Linked DNA regions of Delphinus delphis: region 1 is linked to region 2. The links are chromatin contacts, called in public Hi-C maps. All regions are on one chromosome and are shown on one strand. Each heading gives the region's core, a stretch centred on a gene start, on an enhancer-like site or on the middle of the called end of the contact. The rest is flanking DNA. Distances are from core to core; before and after follow the strand shown.

What was found. A called contact is a pair of places that touch in the nucleus more often than the background predicts.
Region 1: a contact with region 2 is called in a Hi-C map of muscle, with 4 times the contacts expected there. The contact joins the promoter of NICN1 here to the promoter of CCDC71 in region 2. A contact is called at or near these places in 2 of 3 Hi-C or Micro-C datasets (lung and muscle).

What each region holds. Positions count from the first base shown.
Region 1 is chr10:65,403,741-65,410,603 of mDelDel1.2, reverse strand. It overlaps NICN1 (nicolin 1, tubulin polyglutamylase complex subunit), which reads left to right and starts at 3,785. Exons shown (of 6, transcript XM_060022494.1): 1 at 3,785-3,954; 2 at 5,313-5,429; 3 at 5,679-5,792; 4 at 6,241-6,312; 5 at 6,628-6,732; 6 at 6,807-6,863. The coding sequence starts at 3,823. The coding sequence ends at 6,848.
Region 2 is chr10:65,202,749-65,210,097 of mDelDel1.2, reverse strand. CCDC71 (coiled-coil domain containing 71) reads left to right here and starts at 1,550. Exons shown (of 2, transcript XM_060021440.1): 1 at 1,550-1,636; 2 at 3,617-5,271. The coding sequence starts at 3,669. The coding sequence ends at 5,114. It overlaps LOC132432902 (laminin subunit beta-2-like), which reads left to right and starts at 6,517. Exons shown (of 7, transcript XM_060023774.1): 1 at 6,517-6,573; 2 at 6,671-6,739; 3 at 6,872-7,048; 4 at 7,232-7,346. The coding sequence starts at 6,517.

The DNA.
Region 1 (6,863 bases), core at 2,536-5,035, 200 kb before region 2:
AAAATTTTTAAATTTAATCTATCTATCTATTTATTTATTTATGGCTGCATTGGGTCTTCGTTGCTGCGCATGGGCTTTCTCTAGTTGCGAGGAGCGTGGGCTACTTTTAGTTGCGGTGCATGGGTTTCCCATTGTGGTGGCTTCTCTTGTTGAGGAGCACGGGCTCTAGGCACACGAGCTTCAGTAGCTGTGGCACGCAGCCTTCAGTAGTTGTAGCTCACGGGCTCTAGAGTGCAGCCTCAGTAGTTGTGGCGCTCAGGCTTAGTTGCTCTGCAGCATGTGGGATCTTCCCGGACCAGGGCTCGAACCCAGGTACCCTGCATTGGCAGGCGGATTCTTAACCACTGCGCCACCAGGGAAGCCCCACCACCCACTTTTTGATACTTATGGTCAGCCTTGGAACTATCATGGCTCTGTGGGTGTGTCAGTTAGCTTACTGATGTGTTACAATGAGTTGTATACTGACGCTCAAGGTCTAGTGGAAGTTGACTTGTCTGCCATCTTGGACCCATTTGGTTCTAATCAGTTTATGTTATGTCCTCGGGCTATGTCATTCTTTCAAAGGTTGTGCCCTGCACCCTTCCCTCCTGTTTCAATATTGAGACTCATCTGCAATGAGGGGCCACATGGGTCTGTGTCTGCTCTCAGAGCTGAGGCCTGAAGACCAAAACCTGTCTGTATCCACCTGATTCTCAGGAGGGCTATAGTCCTCTGGGATTTAGGGAAACCTCTGCTCCAGTATGGGGGGGGTGGCTCCCTAAAAGAGAAACCCTCAGGAATCTGGAGGGACCCAGGCAATGAATCATTAGTCTGAGTCAAAATGGAGATAGCGGGCTTCCTGGTGGCACAGTGGTTAAGAACCCTCCTGCCCTTGAGAACACAGTGAGGGGGAAGTAAACTGGGACGAAGTGAGATAGTGGCATTGACATATATACACTACCAAATGTAAAATAGATAGCTAATGGGAAGCAGCCACATAGCACAGGGAAATCAGCTTGGTGCTTTGTGACCACCTAGAGGGGTGGGATAGGGAGGGTGGGAGGGAGATGCAAGAGGGAGGGGATATGGAGATATATGTATATGTATAGCTGATTCACTTTGCTGTACATCAGAAACTAACACAACGTTGTAAAGCAATTATACTCCAATAAAGATGTCAGAAAAAAAAAAAAGAATCTGTCTGCCAGTGCAGGAGACACATGTTCGAGCCCTGGTCCAGGACGATCCCACATGCCCCAGAGCAACTAAGCCTGTGTGCCACAACTACTGAGCCTGCGCTCTAGAACCCATGAGCCACAACTACTGAGCCCGCGTGCCACAACTACTGAAGCCTGTGCGCCCAGAGCCTGTGCTCTGCAACAAGAGAAGCCACCGCAATGAGAAGCCCATGCACTGCAACGAAGAGTAGCGCCTGCTTGCCGCAACTAGAGAAAAGCCCGCACGCAGTAATGAAGACCCAATGCAGCCAAAAATAAAAAATTTATTAAAAAACAAAAAGCAAAAAACAAAATGGAGATAACAATGACCAGTCCAGAAGCCACAGGTTACAAATCATGATGAGACAGGGAAAGTTTTCTGTCACTGGAGGTCTCCAGGTCTGGGCTGGGAAGGCTTAGCTCCTCCAGGCTGTTCCTTGGGCTGGCTTGGAATCCTGGTTTTGTGTCTGTTTGATGTCACATTATGAGAATCCTATGAGCTACACTGGGCCTGTGTCTCTGGAGCCCCTCACACAGAGAAGGCACAGGTCACCGAAGATGACTGTTGCCTGGAGGGTTCTGACCTATGAGGTAGGAGTCCAAAAGAGGCTCTGTTTCCAGCTCTACTTCATATTGCTTTCTTGGCTTGGGAAATCACTGGCCCACATCTGGCCTCAGCTTTGTTATCCATAAAACAGGCTTAACTGACAATTTCTGAGGTATTGTTTCCACAAGTATCTGGAAGGATGATGATGATAATAAATATGATGTTTAATTTTTTTCTTTAAAAATCATGTTTATTGAGGAATAATTTATTTTGTTTTATTATTTTTTAATTTCTTTATTGAGGGGTGTGTGTGTGTATATATATATATATTTTTTTTTTTTACCAATTTTTATTTACTTATTTATTTTGTCCGCTCTGTGCGGCCTCTGAGATCCTAATTCCCTGACCAGGGATTGAACCCATGCCCTCAGCAATGAAAGCACAGAGTCCTAACCACTGGACTGCCAGGGAATTCCCAATTGAGGTATAATTTAGATACAATAAAATGCACATATCTTAAGCATTGTTTAATGAATTTTGACAAATGTCTAGACAAATATAACTACCAGCCTATCACATCATAGAACCTTTCTGTCACCCCAAAATATTCCCCTGTACTTCTTCACAGTCACCCTTGGCACCAGGGAAAACTGTTCTGATTTATATTACTCTATATTACTCTATATTAGTTTTGACTTTTCTAGAATTTCATGTAACTGGAACCACACCATATGAACTCACTTGGGTCTGACTTCTTTTGCTTAACATAGTGCATTTGAAATCCAGTGTTGGTATTGTGTATGTCAGTTGTTCATTTGTTTGTTTTTTATTGTGGTAAAACATACATGACATAAAATTTACCATTTACTCATTTTAAGTGTATATATCATTCATTGGCCTTAAGTACATTCATAGTGCTTTGTAATCATCACCACTATTTCCAGATTTTTTTTTCATTCATTCTGAACTGAAACTCTGTACTTGTCAAACAATAACTCTCTACTTCCCCCTCCCCAGACCCTGGCAACCTCTATTCAACTTTCTGTCTCAATGAATTTGCCTCTTCTAGGTACCTCACATTAGTGGAATCATATAATATTTGTTCTTCTATGTCTGGCTTTTTTCACTAAGTGTAATATTTTCAATGTTTATCCTTGTTGAAGCATGTGCCAGGATTTCATTCCTTTTTAAGGCTGAATAATTTCATTTTGTGTAATTACACTTTGTTTACCCATTCATCTATTGATAGCCTGTGGATTCATTCATTTCTTTTTACTGTTGAGTAGTATTTCATTGTGTGGATACACCACAACTAGCTAATCTGTTCATTTGTTCATCTGTTGGACACCTAGATTATTTCCAAATTTTGGCTATTACGAATAAAGTCCTTGGATGGACATATGCTTTCATTTCTCTTGGGTAAATACTTAGGAGTGCAATGGCTGGATCATGTTTTAAGTATAAATTTAGTTCTTAAAGAATGGCCAAACTGCTTTTCAAAGTGGCAGGAAATTATCAACGCATGAGCGTTCCACAGTTTTGTCAGTTTTTAATTTTAGTCTGTTTAGTGGATGTGTGGGGTTCTAATTTGTATTTCCTTGATGAATAATAATGTTAAGCATCTTTTCATGGGCATAATGGCTATTTATCTTTTCTTGTGAGTTATCTCTTCAAATCCTTCGCGTACGTAAAAAAAGGCTTAATATCTATTTTTGCAACCAGTGTCGTCCAGACACTATGCTCATTCACGGTCATGGCTTTATGCGCTTTAACTGACGCCCGCCCTGCACAGAGGAAGTAACCGACTGAGACTTCAGGGAACCTATAAGGCTCAGCACTAACTGGATGCAGAACGGCTAGGCCGTTTCTGGGCATGGTCCCTGGTGGCTCTCTAAGGCACGCTCGGTGATTGGCTGAAGGAGCACTTCCGCAGGCACTTCCGAATCCGGGCCCGCCCCGAGCATCGGTGATTGGCTGGGATGGCCGAGCGCGAGCCCTCTCGGGAGTTGTAGTTCTTGGGGCCCGGCTGGGGACGCCGGGAAAGACCATTGGTCTTACTTGGTCGCGGCCGCTGCCACCATGTCCCGCGTGTCGGTCCCTTGTCATGTGAAAGGTACCGTGGCCCTGCAGGTGGGCGACGTGCGGACCTCCCAAGGCCGGCCTGGCGTGCTGGTCATCGATGTCACCTTCCCCAGCGTCGCGCCCTTCGAGGTGAGCAAGCAAGTGGGCGCGACCGGGGCTCCTGGGCGGGGCTTATCTGGGAACTCGGGCGTGTCCCAGCCATTTAATCGTTTACTGAAAGCCTCTGCAGTACCTCGCCCAAATGAATCAGTTAAACATTTATTTATTCCTTCAGTTAACACACAGTTACTAGAATGCAGCTTCCTCTTCTGTTCTCTTCAACGTCTCTCCCCAATGCCCAGAATGGCGCTGACACGGAAGTGCCGAGATAGTAGGCTAGGTGCTGGAAATACAGTTTTGAACCTAATAGAGGTGAGAGGTCGTTTTGTCCCTGGCCACTGACTGGGTATCATTAGACAATGAGTTACCCCCAAACCTGCCTCCTGCCCATTCCTACAGTCCCTGCTGGAGGTCAGGTTCAAATCATCCCTCATCAGGGTCTTCCCAGTGGCTCCAGTTTCCAGTCTCCAGTTGCCCTTCCACATCTGCTGGCAGGGTGACTGGACACTGCAAGACCTCAACACAGAGGACAGAGTCCACTTTCTAATGGCCTGGCATTCAGAGCCACTCTGTGTCTTTGCCCTACTTGCCTCTCGGCCCCAGGCATTTTGTCCTGTAGTGTGTGGTTCTACCCCAAGCTGTTGCTTACTCTAAGCTGGGAGACTTCATTACAGGGCCCAACCCTGGAAATCTGATTCAGTAGGTCTGGGTGGAGCCTGTACACTTATATTAAAAAAAATTTTTTTTTCCTTGAGTAATTCTGTTTTGTTGCTGTTGTTTTGGGGTTTTTTGGCCTCACCACGGTGGGATCTTAGTTCCCCGACCAGGGATCGAACCCTGCGTCCTGGCAGTGAAAGCACCGAGTCCTAACCACTGGACCACCAGGGAATTCCCTCCTTGAGTAATTCTGATGAGTATCCAGTGATGAGAACTGCTTTAGCTAGGCTGAACCACTCTCTGTTCCAGGGGTATGCCAGGTCCTGTCACCCCTTGGTGTTCCTTTGTTTATGCTACTTTACAGTTTCTACCTTTCATGGTCCACTTGATGAACTCATCTGTACATTTTCTGATTCATCTAGAGTTAGGGCTCTGACCACTCCCAGCATCTTGGACATGCAGCAAGATCCGAGGTCATGGTTTGCATGACATGCTCATTTAGACTGTGAGTTCTAGGAAGGCAAAATCTCTTTGGGCCCCAGTGGATTCTTGTTGATATTGTTAGATTGGTAGAAGAGTACATTCCTAAGTGGAGGAAGAGATGGTGCTTTTGAACCCATCAGGCCCGGGGCCTAGGTGTGATTTGTTGTGGTGGGTTGTGTGTGCCCTAGTTGCAGGAGATCATGTTTAAGAATTACTACACAGCCTTTCTGACCATCCGTGTTCGCCAGCACACCTCAACACACACTCCAGCCAAGTGGGTGACCTGTCTTCGGGACTACTGCCTGATGCCTGACCCACACAGTGAGGAGGGAGCTCAGGAGTATGTATCGCTGTTCAAGCACCAGGTCAGCTGGGACTCAGCATGGCCAGGGCAGCCCAGATGAGGGCTCACAAGAGGCCTGGGGATTGGGCCAGGATACCATGAGGGAAGAGGGGCAGGCAAGGTTGGCCTGAATTGTGGTTCTTGGGCAAGTGCCTTGGAGGAACTACTGTTTCCTTCTCAAAGGCCTGGGGAGGAAGCACCTTGGCTCATTGCTGGTTGGCTCCTGGGCAGTGAGCTGGGACCTCGGTGGGTCCTTGTGTGTATGTGTCAGATGCTGTGTGACATGGGCAAAGTACTGGAACTACGCCTGATTCTGCGACAGCCATCACCACTGTGGTTGTCTTTCACGGTGGAGGAGCTGCAGATCTACAAACAGGGACCAAAGGTAAGTGACTAGCTCAGAGCTGTTTGCTGGCCCTTTCTCCAGGAGGCTCCTAGCTATGGCTGGGAGGCCTGGGGGTACAGGTGGGAGTGGATAGGTAAGGATGGGGAGACTCAGAAGGAGTCCTTCATGGAAGTTAGCCAGGTGGGAATGCTGGAAGTTCATGATAAGAGGTGAGGCCACGTCCCCATATCCCCTGACCTTTGGGGCTACCTGCCTTTTTCAGATCTGGAACATTCAGGTACCCAGATATACTTCTGCTCCTTGTCTTCGTGGGGCTTCCTTCTGCATAGCAGAAGAGCTTAGGTAGTCTTCTGCCCCTGGGACCTAAACGGGATTTTCCCAGTTTCTGGGGCTCAGGGGCCCTTCTCTCTGCCTTCAGGACCTTGGGATCTGGTTCCAGGTCTCTCCTACTCTGCCCGCCTCAGGGCAGTATGCCTTTGCTTTGCAGAGCCCTTCCATGACCTTCCCCAAGTGGCTCTCGCACCCAGTGCCTTGTGAGCAGCCTGCTCCCCTTCTTGAGGTAAGCCCTTACCCTGGCTAAGAACCATGTGCGAACAGCTCTGGTGTCCAGCACAGGCCCAAGGGGACCCCTTTCTGCAAGAATCTGGGGCTGGACCCAGGGACCTTCGTTCACTCTGTGCACCTTCCTCCTGGGATTTGAGGCATCTCTGTGTGGGGCCGGGCCACCTACTCCACATCAGGCCCCATCCTCATGTTTCACAAGTCATCTGGGAATGTCAGCTGGAGGGCCCCATAGCCCAACTTGGCCTATCTGGAGTTATAAGGGCACTGCTGGGGAGAGACCCATGGCCACTGACCCCTCCTTCTGGAGCAGGGTCTCCCAGACCCCAGCAGGGTATCATCCGAGGTACAGCAGATGTGGGCGCTGACAGAGATGATCCGGGCCAGTCATACCTCCACAAGGATCGGCCGCTTTGATGTGAGTGATCGCTTCCCTCTGCTTGGCTCCCGTTGGCCTGAATGGATCAGATCTGATGGTCTTTTGTGTTGCAGGTGGATGGCTGTTATGACCTGAACTTGCTCTCCTACACTTGAGCTGTGGCCCTTAGT
Region 2 (7,349 bases), core at 301-2,800:
CAACTTGGGCAGAAGATGAGGCTGGATTGGTCCTAAGAGTGAACAACTAATCCTCAACCATGGATGGGGCAGAGATGGGGCTCACCCTCAGTTGGGGACTGGGAGTGCTAAGGTGGGACTTCCTGATTGCAACCCCGAGACCCTGGCCCTTGAGACCCCATCCTTCCCTTCTCTCTACCAATACAAGAGGCCAGAAGCATTGACCCCAGAGGACCAGGAGAGTTTGCATTTCCTGCTGGATATCTTGGCTATGCTTAAAGGCACTGAGGACCCCACCATCAGGGCTGAGGCCCTGAGAAGCTCAGGTGCACAAGGTGAGGCCTAGGGTGGGGTGAGTGTTTCTCTCTAGGGGTGCCCAGACCCCTCTGTAGAGGCAGGGAAGCATAGATCAGGTAGAGGATCCTGGGGTTTTATGGGGAGTGAGGAGGGCTATCAACCAGTCCCCAAATGAAGCATCCAGTCACACTCTGTGACTGCCCATAGGCTTCCACCTGCCCCCCAGCTACCAAATTTACACCACTGTACATGTCAGGTCCAAGAGTTATGACAATATTTTTGCCTCTTAGCTCAGGCTCTGACCCAAGTACAGATGCCCCCACCATCTCATCCATGAAACCAGGACTTCCAGGTTGACTCCCAACCTGGAGTTGGGGGCCCTTGACCAAGAAGTGCCTTTGGTCAGAGCAATAGAGACCATTCTGACCCTTTAGACTCCTAAGGTTAATTTTTACCTATGTTCTCTCATCTGATGCTGCTTGGGTAGTGAGCCCTGTAACCGTCACCCCTCTGCTGGCCCCAGGGTACATGTGGAAAGACTGTACAGGTGGAAAGAAGTCCCAATCTCTTAGGCCAAAAAAGCAGGGATTTGGGGAAGAGTTAAGACTTTAGGGAGGGCTTTCTACCACTGAGGGAGCTAAGGCTGGACCAGGGTCCTCCCACCACACCTGTGGGCATGCTCCTAAGCAAGTACACTCAGGCCCACACTGGTATGCTGGGACTCTCAGATTGGACATGCCCAGCTTTGAGCTTATTTGCCACAAATGTGTGCAAACCAGCCTTTCATACCACATGCAGTGAGCCCACTCTCAGGAACAGGGGAAGGCCTGCTGCCCTCAGAGGAGGTACAAAGAGGCTCCCGAGGGACACTCTCAGGCAGGGCGCACTCCTCTTTCACCCTCTGTTCAGGCACCTGGGACAGAGGTGGGCCTTGCCAGTGGCTGCGGGAGGACTAAAAGGGTGAAGGATAGCTTGGACCTTGCCAAAAATCCCTCCCACATGTCGTTCCACCATCAAGCCCCTCAGAGAAGGTGTCAGACGAGCCCCTAATCCAATGCTAGTCTGGTGCAGTCTTGCCTGGGGCAGCGGCCGAAAGCGCCTCTGCCCCTCACACCCCTGCACAGGTCCGCAAGGGTTTAGAGCGGTCCCCTCTGCCACCTCCTCCAGGAAGTCTTCTCTGGTTTCCGCTTGTCCAGCCCCCAGACTTTGGGGGAAACGGGGTCTCGGGGGGTCAAGGGTCACTAGGGCGGGCCAGGTCCCGGAAGCGGAAGCGCGGCGCACTTCCGGTGCGCAGCAGGCGGCCATGTTGGAGCAGCGGAGGCGGCGCAGAGGCGCGTCCAGGGTCCCCGCGGCGGCGCCGGTAGGTTGGGGCCGTGGGCCTAGCCACGCCGCGGAGGGGTCGTCCGCGAGGCGGCAGGGTGGATGGGCCGGGTGGCCGGCTCCTTCGGGACCAGCGCCCTCCGCCGGCCCGGCCGAGACCCCCAACCCCCACCCCGTGCCCAAAGACCCCACCCTGGGGCTGTGCGACCCCGTCGCGCTCTCACCGCCTGTCCTGTGCATTTCGCTTCCTCTAAGGCCCCCCGCTCCTACCGTCGGCTTGGGTCTCAGGGACGCGGACTCCCAGCCTGAGGGCCCTGATCTGCCCCCGCCCCAGTTTCGCTTGGTTAGGGCCGCTCCCGTCCTGCATCTTTTCATCAGCTTCCCCGGCCTGCCCCGGGGACACTTGTGAAGGGAAGTCAGGGGTCGGGCTGCAGTCTCTGTTTTCCGGAGCCTCTTGGAAAGCCCAGGAGACCCCTCCCAAGGGCCCAGGCCGACCTGAGCGGAAGAGCCCCCAGTTCACCCCCAATATCTGTGCCTGGAGGTAACAGGTCTCTCCTTATTGTACAGTTCACAGCCCTGGGAACTACACCCCTTGGGAAAAAAGAGAACTAAAGTCATGTGTAAGGACTGTACTTGGAGAATGGCCTCTGGAGAGGGGAAGTGCCCGAGACACCTGAGGATCCAAGAATGTTTCCAAACAAAGAGCCCCAGGGCACTTCCTCCAGGGAATTCTGAAAACTTCTGCTCCACTAGGGGGAGGAAGAAGCTGCACAGACTCACCTCTTGGCCCCAGAGACTTGCCTGATCCCAGCTGATCTTTTAATTCTCCTGTGCAGCTGCGGAGCTGTCTCTGGGACCCCTCAGTGATGGGTTAGACCAGATGTTAGTCATGATTGACGGCCTACAGCTTTTAAAGAGAAGCCTGGGACAACTTGGGTCTTCCCAGACAGCTCTAAATGGGCTGTACCAAAGTCTTCTTCCAAGCCCTAGTTAGGACAGTTCAGATCTCTAGGGTCCACTTTATTAACCATCTTACTCGGAGTCATTGGCTCCCAGACCTTGGGCTCTTGGTCTGGCTGCCTGGCGCCAGGCTGCCTGATTGCCTAGAGATGTATTATTAGTACCTGCTACTCATCTTTTTAGTTTCTGTTGAAGGAGAGTCTGGCTTTTTCCCTGGGGTTGGTCTCCATGGCTCTAGTGCTAGGAATTGGACCTCTGAGTGGACTGTCTGGGAACTCTGAAAGCAGAACTTCTGGTGGGCAGGGAGGTCCACCCCTGGGCACCTGAACAGCAGCAGCTGTAGGAACAGAGATCGTCATGGACTTTGGATGTAAGTCTGGGCCCTTTGGCCAGCATTCAAGGAACATTCAAAGCTTGTATTACCCTGCTGTCCCCTGTTTTTCCAGCTAGACCTCCCAGCCCTGACCACAGATTCCAGTCACACCAAGTTTGCCTTACTCTTTCTCACTTTGGAGCCATTGCATTGGCTGTTGCCCTTTTTGCTCCATCTCCATCTGGTCCTTTCCTATTCATCATTCATGTCCCACATGAATATTCCTCTCCCGGGAATCCTTCCCTTACCCATTGGCAAGCTGAGCTGTGTGCCAGTGTGCATTCCCAAGAACCTTGAGGGTATCTCTATCTTGCCTTCTGTACAGGGCTCCTGGAAGACAGAGATATTTGCCTGTATTCCCAGTGTTGAGTCTAATACTAGGAATTTGGCCAAGCCCAGATCTTTCCAGGGGCCCGTCAGCGGGTTGGATGGCTCTGATGAGCTTATGGGCATGTATCCTGAAGAAGCTGCCTCTGACCCATATGAGTCCCCCACCTCTACCCCCCAACCCTCCACCGTGATAGGTGGAGAAGACCAGGGTTTTGCCCCAAGGAGTGGCTCACTCTGGCCAGGCCCCTCTGTGTCAATAGATGTTATTGTGAAGATTGCTGGCCCTGATTGACCTATCTACCTGTCCTGGCCCCTGTCTCGGTGCTGTTCTTATTGACTCTTCCTTTTGCCTTGGAGGTGCCAAGCGCTGGTTTGCGGATACCCAGGCAGATCTGCAGTGCCTAATGCCATGAGCGTGGTGGTGCAGCATGTGGAGGAGAAAGCTGTGCACTCCTGGTCGCGGATCTCCACGGCAGGGAAGAAGGCCCTGGAGGAAGCGCTGCTTGTCTTTAACCCCATGAGCCAGGATCTCAGTGCCACTGAGGCCCAGCTTGTGGCCTTCCTGCAGGGCCTGCGGGATGATGGCTTCCAACCTACCATCCTGCGCAGCGGTGATGTCTATGGCTATAGTTCGTGCACAGCCAACCCCCCAAGCCAGACAAAGCTTCAAGCTCGTGCCCCCACCCCAGCTGCCACATCACCTCCAGCCAGTGCTCCCCGAACTGCCATGCGGCTGCCTGCAGGCCGGGCCACGCTGCTCCCCATGCCACTGTCTGGCAGGTTGGCCAAAGCATCCACACCAGCCCTCGCCAAGCATGCCACCACCAACCTGCTACTGAGCTCCCTGAAGCAGTCAAGTGCCAGCCGTGCCCGGGGTGCAGCAGTGGGCTTTCCCACCCACCTCTATCCAGGTGTCTACCCTGCCATGCGGCTCTCCGTTGTCCTTGAGGCCCTGGTTCCACTCAAGACTCCCATGCCCTGCTTGGGTGCCAAGCACAAGGCACAGTCACTGCAGCTCTCACTTGCAGACTCTCCCTTGAAGCTGCGGAAAGGTCCAGGGAAGAGGCTGGGGAATTCCCAGCCCAAAGCTCCCAGAAAAGCCACAAGCAAGGGCTCCAAGTGTCTGACTCGAAGAGGCCCCAGAGCTGGACCCCGACAAGGCACTGGGCCCCAGAGCAAGATTTACAAAGCCTCTGGTTCCCTCAGTGGCCCACGAATGAAAGGTGGCTGTGCTCTGGGCACCAAAACAGCCCAGGCCAAAGCTTCCCGTGCCCAGGCCAAGGTGGCTCGAACACAAGCCAAAGCTGCCAAGGCCCGGGCAGAAGCCAAGGCAGCACGGATCAAGGCCAAGGCCAAAGCCAAGGCAGTGCGGGCCAAGGCTAAGGCCAAGGCAGTGCAGGCCAGGGCCAAGGCCAGGGCAGTGCGGGCCAAGGCCAAGGCAGTGCGGGCCAGGGCCAAGGCCAAGGCAGTGCGGGCCAGGGCCAAGGCCAAGGCAGTGCGGGCCAGGGCCAAGGTGGCTCGGACCCAGCCCAGGGGCAGGGGCAGGCCAAAAAGGTCTGTTCAGGCCAGGACTGCAAGGAGGGGCCGGAAAAGCTGCCCTGAGCCTGTGGGACAGAAGAGGAAAAGGACTGAGGAGACAAAGGATCTTCCTCCCCAGAAGAGAACACGGCTTGGGCCCCAATCCCCTAAGGTATGGCTAGGACCTGGAACGGCAAAGCTGCTGCAATTCCGGGCCATCAAGGTGGACAGGCAGTCCTCAGATGATGAGGTGCGGCAGCAGGCTCAACGGATCCTCCGTGTGAACCTTTCCCCTGTAATACGACTTCAGCCATTGTTGCCATACTCAGCACCCTGATTCCTTCACGTAGCAACGTTTGGGGAAACTGAGCCCAGTTGTCTGTGTGGCCAGTGGCACAGTGTGCAATGCCCATGGATTCCACAACCCTAAAGACTCTGGGTGCCTCTCCAGGGCCCTGAGAGCCACCAGCCTCCTTTCAGAGACTGGAGGATATGGAGTGGGGTGGGCGGGTGGGAGGGATGGTGTCATGGCGCGATGCACTGTGACTTGTTACTCTTCAAGTTGTATGTCCACTATTCCATCTATCACGTTTTATACCTTTCCACCTTCCAGTCTCCCTGCCCACACTCCATGGTCTTTTTTTGTATATGTGACTGCTGGTAGGCCAGCTTGGGTGTTTAGAAAAGGTAGCCCCAGGAACAGGAATGCCAGAGAGGGTCCTGGTAGCCCAGGGAAGGTCATGAATGTGAGTGAAGGGCAGCCTCCAGGCCCCTGAGGGCAGGGGCAGAGCCACTCTAAGGTGGGACACCTCCCCTTGGGGCTGCCCTGGTTTGATAATCCGGATGCTCCCTTGGAGGAGGACAATAGGTGGCTCTGTGGGGAAACTTGCAGCCTGCAGGTTTTTAGGCCAGGGAAGGGGAGGTGCAGACAGCCTGGCCTTGTCTTCCAGTCTACTCTGGCTGAAACCTTGGAGCTTTGTGTGGGCTTGTCTGGGGCAGGGCGGGGCCTAAATCGGCTGAAGTACTTCTGCCTACTCTTTTCTCTGCTTCTTTCAGGAGAGGGACTATCGTCGACTTCCCCAGTTGGTGGCAAGGGGTTGGGGCTTGAGTCAGGGGCCAGGGTAGCTCTGGGTTGTAGGGCCACAGAGTCCCCTCACTGACCAAGGAATTATATTGGATGGGTGGAGTGCTGCAGTCTCTGAGCATGGAGAGTTTCCACACTGCCTCTCAGTGCTTCCTGCCTGGGTTCCAAGTGCTCTATTCCCAGGTCCAGCCTCAGCATGTCTTCCAACAGGGGCCTGTATGTTCAGACATTATTGGTTCTTCCTGCTTTGGAGAGGGGACAGAGCCCTGAGCCCTGAACAAAAGTAGCTCCCTGCCCATCTGCCAATCCATCACTGTCTGCCCAGCCTGAAAGGCAGTGGCTGGGGCTGGCGGGGAGGGGGATACATTCTCCAGAGGCTCCTGGAGACGAACAGCCTTTCAGAGCCAGGGGTGGAAGCCTCATTTGAATGAGAATTGGATCTTTTCTGTCTCTGAGGGTTAGTCTGAACCCTGGCTGCACCAGCAGCAGCTGCGTTGGATGGCGGACCTGTAGAGAAACTCTGCTTCTTGGTGCCCCCCTCCCCACCTTTCTTCTGCATCTGGTGACTGCTCTTAATATCCTTTCCCTGGGCACGGCCTCTCTTGGTTTCCCAGGCTCTGGGGACACCCCCCCTGCCCCTTCTCCCAGCTGCACCATGACTCCACAACCATGCATGCTCCTTGCCTCTGGCATCCTTGAGTTCATCTACCATGTGAGTATGGGGAAGGACCTGAGGGCCACACTTAGATCCTTAAGGGCAGCCCAGCTAGGGGCACACTCTGTATTCTCTCTCTCTGGCCTGATTCTAGCTCCGACAGCCCAGGACCCCCAGCCGGGCTAGCCCCCCCTTTCAGCTCTGCTGCTGCCGCTACCAATGGGTGAGAGGTGGTCTCTACCTGAGAGCCATCTGGAGGGGGAGAGGAAATCATCGGGCCTCCCTGTGGGATGGGGTGAGGTGGGGCGCGTACCCCTAGGATCTCTATACTCAGACCCTGCCCCTCCCAGTCCAGGCTCCCAGAGCAACTGCCCGGGACGTGCCAGACAAACTTCCTCCACTCGGCTGCTCAGGCGGCAGCTGCTACCCACCTACCAGCAACCTGATCATTGGCTGTGGCCAGAACCTTCGAACCTCATCCACCTGTGGCCTCCATGGCCCTGAACTCTACTGCATTGTCAGTAACCTACAGGTAGGGAGGAGGGTACGGGCTCTGGAGATGGCATCTTGGATTTTCTTGGGCAGGTTCAGCACCTGTGGGAGTTCAGGTCATTGACAAGACCCAGAGGGAGAGGCCTGTGCTGTGAAATTTTGGAGGGGGTTGTGGCCAACCAGGCACCTCCTGCCTAGTCAGTCTCATTGGGCATCCCTCCAGGATGCTGAGAATTGCTGCTTTTGTGACTCTCGGGACTGGAAAAGCCATGGCATTGAGAACGTGATCTCCCAGAGTAGTCCTGGCGGCAAAAGGACCTGGTGGCGAGCAGAGCGTGGTG